Regions from separate parts of the Sus scrofa genome. Here region 2 is linked to region 1. Evidence: chromatin contacts called from public HiChIP or PLAC-seq data. All regions are on one chromosome and are shown on one strand. Each heading gives the region's core, a stretch centred on a gene start, on an enhancer-like site or on the middle of the called end of the contact. The rest is flanking DNA. Distances are from core to core; before and after follow the strand shown.

Region 1 (3,798 bases), core at 225-2,724:
AGAGTGCTTTAGAGTGATCTCACTTTTTCATTATAAAAATGTAGGTTTTGGCCTCTTCGTGCCATGTATATTGAACTAGTAACTAGGCAGTTTGGTACTGAAACATCTGCTGAGACCAGGGATCACACTAATCTTTGTCCAGTTCCTTGTGGTGCTCATCTATTATGGGGTGTGTGTGTGGGGGGGCGGGTGTAGTGTTCTGCTGCTTGTTGGTTATATACCCTGAGTAACCATAGCTCTAAGATTGGCTAAAAGGACCATTCTTTGAAGTAGTGGCTTTTATATTGCATTTTGGTATGCATATATACAGGTGTGTGGGCATGTTGAAGGAAAAGTTGCACAAAATAACACTTGATACTCTGCGCGAGATTCATTCTAAAACAGCCTCTTCTCTTCCGTTATAAAAGGAAATATGCTTAGAGTTCCCATTGTGATGCAGAGAAAACAAACCTAACTAATATCCATGAGGACGCAGGTTCGAACCCTGGCCTCACTCAGTGGGTCAAGGACCTGGTGTTGGTGTGAGCTGTGATGTAAGTTGCACACATGGCTTGAATCTAGCATTGGTGTGGCTGTGGTAGAGGCTGGCAGCTGTAGCTCTGATTTGACCCCTAGCCTGGGAACTTACATATGCTGTGGATATGGCCCTAAAAAGAAATATGCTTCTCTTGACACTACCCTTTTTTTGGCCTTTTTAGGGCCGCACTGACAGCATATGGAAGTTCCCTGGATAGGAGTCGAATTGGAGCTGCAGCTGCCAGCCTACACCACAGCAACACAGGATCCGAACCTTGCCTTTGACATGCATCACAGCTCATGACAATGCTGGAACTTTAACCCACTGAGGGAGGCCAGGGATAGTTCTTATGGATACTAGTCAGGTTCATTAATGCTGAGCCACAGTGGAAACTCTTTTTTACAATACGTTTGACTTCAAACAAACAAAAAAACACTTCTCAAGGATCAGAAACGTAGAAAATTGACTCTTATTTGCAAGTCACTAATTTCTCTTAGGTTCTTTTAGCTTCAAAGTAGTTGGTGTGTTAGGTTTTTGTTTTTTTCGTTGTTGTCTTTTGACTTTTTAGGTCTGCACCCGCGGCACATGGAGGTTCCCAGGCTAGGGCTCTAATCGGAGCTGTTGCCTCTGGCCTACACCAGAGCCACAGCAATGTCAGATGTGAGCTGCGCGTCTGCAACCTACACCATAGCTCACGGCAACGCCGGATCCTTGACCCACTGAGCGAGGCCAGGGATTGAACCTGCAATGTAATGGTTCCTGGTTCCGATTCGTTTCTGCTGCACCATGACGAGAGCTCCATTGTGCTAGTTCTGTTCTTGCTCTAAGTGAACCTGTTGCTAGTTGAAGAAAGTAAAATATTTGTAAGTACAAATAATTAAGATGAATATCTTGAATCTTTTTGTAGGTCATCATCAAATTTGAAATATTTAAAGTGGATACAAAACTGTTTCAGCAATGCAGACGATTAAGTGTGTTGTTGTGGGCGATGGTGCCGTTGGTAAAACATGTCTCCTGATATCCTACACGACAAACAAATTTCCATCTGAGTATGTACCGACTGTAAGTATAAAGCTTCCTTCTGTTAGTGAAATGTATTATAATTTGATATCCTTTTGAGAACTTTCTCTTTGTGTACTGAAATTTTTCTGTTGTCTGCCTTTGTTTCCTGTTTTTAAAGATCTTGACTTCTCATGGGTAAATTATATACACTTTAAAATTAAACAGCTGAAAAATCAGTGGAAAGTCAGAAGGGGTGACACAAGGGTTTGCAAGAAGTGCTGGGAGGCAAAACTCCAGTAGACAAGATTCTAAAGAGTGGTGGTCTCAGTTTGGAGAAGTATGCCCAACATCTTGGAATGAGGTGACTTTTTTTTTGATATCTTGGCCAATGATTTATCAGTGCTTAGAGGTTTTCTGGGATGATTTCGGGGGTCTTGTAACTTCAGGAAAAGTAGTGTGTCTCTACTTATTCTCCCGGGGGAATAGAAGAAAAGCTGATGGAGCTGTTTTCCTCGCAGTAATGGAGCTCCAGACTGGTTTTCAGAGGCAGAGAATACATTCTGTTTTTATGAGACCATCAACAGAAGCCTTTGGGGGTTCTCTCCTACGAATGCTCTTTAATCTTACCTGCTCCTTGGAAGAGTAGAGGGAAAATGGAATAACAAAGATATTGAAGTGAGAGAGAGACAGAGTTATTTAGAGTAACATTCATTTGTGAAAGAATGTGTTTAGGGATCCATTGTTTGTCCCAGGTTGGTTGACCAATCCAGTGGTATAATTATGTTAAACATAGATGTCCATTCTGTAATGAGAGGGGAGCTATGAGTTGGCCTGGTGTGGTAACAGCTACCTCTGTTAAGTGATCTATTTTAGGGGTTTTGAAGCACCTATGTATGATTAATATGGGACTAGTATTGTTTGGAAGTAAAAAGAAAGAAAATGTATGAGTACTTTAGGTCAGTGTTCAGAGATGAGAGCATTTTGAAGAAGGTGACAGGTTAAAGACTTGGTAATTATGTTTAATTGTAATTGACAGTCTATAATCTTCCAGGGCTGATAAAGTGATTGAGGTAGGCCCAGATTATTGGAAGAAAAATCAGGTTTATTGAAGGGGGAAAATTTGAAGGTAAAATTAAATATGAAATCACATTTTTGGGAGTTCTTGTCGTGGCTAAGCAGAAACGAATCTGACTAGCATATATGAGAACGCAGGTTTGATCCCTGGCCTTGCTCAGAGGGTTGAGGATCTGGTGTTGCCGTGAGCTATGGTGTAGATTGCAGATTTGGCTCAGATCTGGGTTGCTCTGACTGGCTGTGGCTGTGGTGTAGGCTGGCAGCTTCAGCTCTGATTGGACCCCTAGCTTGGGAACCCCAATATGCCACGGGTGCAGCCCTAAAATTAAAAAAAAAAAAAAAAGAAAGAAATCACATTTTTGAGTTGGCCCACTTAGGGACATTTGTAAGTGAAAGAAAATATTGAAAGGGACTTTGGGGGACTTTTAGAGATACACTGATCTTATGGATCTTGAGTGAGGTCAACTATCAGAATGTTTGTATTTCAGTCTCCATTAAACTGCTTTCTGAGTCTCTTTCATGACTTTTGTCTTTAGGTGTTCTATTTAAGGTGGGCTTGTGGATTTTTTTTTTTTTTTTTTTTCCTGTCTTTTTAGGGCCTCATGCACGGCATATGGAAGTTTCCAGGCTAGGGGTGGAGGCTATGCCACAGCCACAGCAACACCAGATCCCAGCTGCATCTGCGACCTATACCATGGCTCATGGCAACACCGGATCCTTTACCCACTGAGTGAGGCCAGGGGTCGAACCTGCATCCTCATGGATACTAGTCAGATTCTTAATCAGCTAATTGTAAGGCACAAGGGGAACTCCTGTGGATGTTTTTTACATGTGTGTATATGTGGACCTCTGGAAGAAGATTAGGTATGATTTAAGAAAGTAACTTGAATGTTTTGAGAGCTTAACCACTTTCTTTACATTTCCTTGTTCTTGTTATCAAGAACTGACTTTCCTTTAACCACCACTTCTCCCAAGCCCTTGCTTCTAATCCAGTCTTGTTTACATTTAAACAAGCTCCCAACATCCCATTGAAACATGAATCAGAAAATTAGTGTTACATAGCTAAAAGGTTAAATGGGGCTAATCTTCAATGTAAGAATTTCAATTGTAAATTAATTCAGAGGAATCCATGGATTGGTGTTGGGTCTTTTTAAATTTAGCACCATTACCTCCCATTTTCACTAATAACTTAGTATAACCAGTAT
Region 2 (4,081 bases), core at 23-2,522, 520 kb after region 1:
GTCCCTCATTTATGCTCTTCCCAGCCCCCTGCCCACTTGGAAATTCCGGGGCCAAGAACATTCACATCCTTTCTCTTGTCCCTGTGGCGTTCTGTAGCCGTGTGTCACAGGATAGAGGGACAGCCGGGGAGCCTGAGGCCCTGGGAGTCACTCAGCCAGGCAGGGGCAGGGCTCCAAACTCCCACCCGTGACCAGCCCAGGGCTAAGCACTTGTGTGCCTTAGCATTGCCCTGCACGGAAGCTACTGGAAACCCCCAGGTACAGAGGAGGTATCAACGCTCAGGGAGATCCAACCACCCACTCACATGGGTGGCAGGAGTGGAGTCAGTCTGGAACCCTCCACTGCCCCACCCCCCCAGAATCTCATGTGAGGAGAAGAGGAGAGGAGGGGGCATCTCTCAGCCCTGCCAGCCTGACCCCAACTGGCCACCCCTCACCAGCCATACTGGGCTCCAAGACCAGAGGCAGGGGGCTGGAGATGGAGGTGAGGGAGGCGGTGCTGGCAGGGAGAGTGGGATCATCGGAGCCCCAGCAAAGGTAGAGGCACTGACATGCAAAACCTGGGCCTCTCCCACCACCCTGTATACAGATGGGAAGACTGAGGCCTGAGAACCGATGGTTTGCTGAAGGCCTCAGGGCAGGGTTGGAAGGATACCCCAAGGCTGCTGACTCCACAGCAGGCTGCCTGCCAGCAAAGCTTGCCCTGAGTGTCCACCCCCAACTAGGGCAAATAGGAGGAGGCATATGGAAGTTTCTAGAATAAGACCTGCCACTTGACAAATGCATATGAGGCTTGTTTCTGGAGGCAGCTACGCAGAGGGGTGTGAGCAAGGCTTGGACCCCAAGAAAGCACTCAGTATGCAACTTTGGGCAAGGATTTTTCACCTCCTTGGGCCTCAGTGCCCTCATCTGTAAAGTGGGAGGGGGGGGGTTATAACTTCCTCCTGGGGATCTTGTGAAACAACTGAGTCTCGCTCGGGCACAGTAAATGGCAACAGGGGCAGGGTGGGCATTAGATGGGCTGAACTTGATTCTGGGGGAAGTCTGCCCAGGAGGCGGAAGTTCACATGCACACCCATACACACGCAATTTACCAGATCCGGGGCAGTGAACAATTTCCTCATTTCGGACACTCATGACCTGAAGGTGGAGGGACACAGGGGCGTCCCTGTGGTCAGTCTGGCTCAGCACCCAAAAGAAAGTATTGAGTCAGGAAAAATTATGGGAAAGGGGATGTGGTGTTGAGGGGAGGGGGAGGGGCGGGGAGGGGGCCGCCCAGTCTGTTCCGGGCCCTCCTTGCTGCATCCACTCCGACTCGGTGTCCTCCTGCCTTGGAGAAGAAAAGCAGACCTGAGGACATCCTGTGACCAGACCAGAAACCTCCCACCTGTCCAGGTGAGGGCGAATGGCAATTCCCCCACCCCCACCCCCGCCACCCTCCTGAAACATGGCCCCAGGGACAGCCTGACCTGTGAGAAGAGGGAGGGTCTCCATCCCAATCTGCGGTGTGCTCCCAAGGGGCGAGGGCCTGGGGAAGGGAGGGAGGCTCCTGACGGCTGAGGAGGACGGCCCCTGGGGGGAGAGGGTGAGGAGGGTGGGCGAGGGGCTGGGGGCCGACTCAGCTCTCTCCCCACCCAGCTCCTTCCCCAGATGGACATGGGGTCCAGCTCCTGGCCCCTTCTGGTACTAAACCTACTGCTGCTTCTACTGGCACTGCCACTTGAAGGCCAGGACAACTTAAGATGCCATGGGATCCCTGGGATACCGGGCCTGCCTGGGGCCCCCGGGAAGGATGGGCATGATGGACTGCCAGGGCCCAAGGGTGAGCCAGGTGAGTCTGCCGGCCTGGGGGCAGGCATCGGAGTGTCCATCCGGGGCCAACTCCGGGGGAGGGGGGACAGCAGCTTGATGGCAAGGACGGTGGTCCTTCTGGCCACACCGGCTTCCAGGGCAGAGTCTTAACCCTGGTGGCAGGTCTAGCCCTCTCCCCTCAGATCCCAATCCTCAGGCCCCCCATGGTTCACCTCTTTGCTCCTCAACTTCCCCATCTGATCATAGGGAGAGAAGGGGAGCACAGGCCCTGGGAGGGAGCGGGGAGGATCACAGGGGATGATCCAGGTGAGCACCTTTGGCAAATTCCAAAACGCTATTGCAACTCTACCCCCACCCCCCGGCCCCGCCAACTACCTGCCCAGCAACATGGACCGTGGAGGGGAATGTGGGGCTCAGGCAGAGACTGTATACAATGCCCAGATGGCCAGGGTTCAAGTCCCACTCCCACTACTTCCCCCATGTGAATTTGCTCAAGGTACTTAACATTATAGTGCCTCGGTTTCCTCATCTGTAAAATGGAGAGGTGGCAGCTCCTACCGCATGGGGGGTGGGGGGGGTGCCATGAAGATTAATAAGATCAAATATCAAATAATCCCTGCATGTGGCAAGTCTCAGTGAGCGAGGGCTGTGGTTGTCACAGCTGTTGTCATCATCATTCTCATCAGAGATCTGTGCTCACCTCCCTCCCTAGGATTCTGGGTAGTTGGAGGGGTGGGGGTAAGCAGTCAGGATCACAGCCACAGAATCTTCTGTCGGAGTTTCCCGGCAAGCCCTAGCATGAGCAAAGTGGGCCGAGGACAGAAATGGGCACTGGTGTTGGGCCAGAGCGGGAGTCTGGGGGTGACTTGTCTGTGAGCAGGTGCACTTCAAGGGGATGGAGTGTGTCCTGAGCAGGGGCAGGGGAGGTTGGGGTGGCGCTGGGCAGGGGTGACAGGGCTGGGTGGCAGAGGCAGTGGGTGAGGGAGGCCAGTGGAGAGGAATGTCCTTGGGGATTTTCCACTGTCATTGTCCCTCCTGGCCATAGAGTGGAATTGCACCAACATTCCGGAAGGAAGGGCTCCAGGTCCTGGTGAGCTGAGTGAAGCTCCCGGGCCTGCCATTTTTCTAGGACCCTGTACTTCACAGCTGCCTCTTGCCATCTCGCTGCCCAGGATGGCTAATGGCCACCACTTTTTGAGTCCTACTGTGTGCCGGGCACCGTTCCAAAAGCTGTACCTATATCCATCCTGTGGGGTAGATAAAATTCACTCTACTTTACAAATAAGAACCAGAGGTCAAAATCCTTCAAAAAAGCAATTTACACCCATTTTACAAATGTCAAAGCTGAAGTTCAGAGAGATCGAGCAACCTGCCAGAAGGAAGTCACACATGGGAATCCTGTCCAACTCCCAAGCCCCCTCCCCACTGCCATGCCTGCCCCTCCCAGTCAACTGCTGGAAGACAGACCCTAAGGATGAGATGTGCAGCCTGGTCAGCATCCTGACAGCCATCACCAGGACCTGACAGTGCTGGGAGCTGCCTAGGAGCTTATGGCTCATGCATCCTCCTACCCCACTCTTCCAGCTGCTCCACGGGATCTGTTCTATTATGCCCTTATCTCAGTTGGGCAAACAGAGGCTCTGGGAGGGGAGGTCACAGGGCCTAAAGCCTGGGTCTGCTGGGTTCTGCTTCCCCACTCCTCACCCTGGGACCTAAAAGGCTCACAGGCCACAAAGGATCTGTCACAGTAGGTCTGCCCAGACACCCGCCCCAGAGGAAGTCAGAGGAGGAAGCAGCCAGGAGGGCCAGCAGGGATAGTCAGAGAGGGCTTCCTGGAAGAGGAGACTAGAGTCAGGCCCTAAAAGATGAGTGTGGTTTGGACAAGGGGAGAAGCAGCTCGGGAAAGGAGGCTCAGATAATCAGATAATCTGGGCAGTAATAAGCTAGGACTTAGCCAGACGTGACCTTGAGTCCTGACTCCACCTCCTACTGGCTTCATGGCCTTGGGCAAGTCTCTGGCCTCAGTTTCCTCATTAGTAACACGCGGGACATTGAAGCTGGCTTACTCTCATAGGAGCAGGTTGCGGGGGTTGGGGGGGGTAGCTGGAGAGAGCAGCCTGTGGCTCCACCGGGTGGTCCCCAGTGGTCCCCACGTGCTCAGCTGGCCTGGATGGTTCTAGCTCAGACACAGAAACAGATTTTGTGGGGCCCTAAAGCTTATAAAATGTTGAGGAGCCTCTTTAAAAAAATTATAACAAAAGTTAGGGCT

The links. HiChIP or PLAC-seq counts read pairs in DNA pulled down with a chosen protein or histone mark.
Region 2: a contact with region 1 is called in an H3K27ac HiChIP or PLAC-seq map of alveolar macrophages, with 6 times the contacts expected there. The contact joins the promoter of C1QC here to the promoter of CDC42 in region 1. A contact is called at or near these places in 1 of 5 promoter capture datasets (fetal skeletal muscle) and 1 of 2 datasets of contacts at active chromatin or transcription factors (alveolar macrophages).

Annotation. Positions count from the first base shown.
Region 1 is chr6:80,067,517-80,071,314 of Sscrofa11.1, forward strand. It overlaps CDC42 (cell division cycle 42), which reads left to right and starts at 1,475. Exons shown (of 5, transcript NM_001078680.1): 1 at 1,475-1,579. The coding sequence starts at 1,475.
Region 2 is chr6:80,591,459-80,595,539 of Sscrofa11.1, forward strand. It overlaps C1QC (complement C1q C chain), which reads left to right and starts at 1,273. Exons shown (of 3, transcript NM_001244286.1): 1 at 1,273-1,395; 2 at 1,639-1,831. The coding sequence starts at 1,651.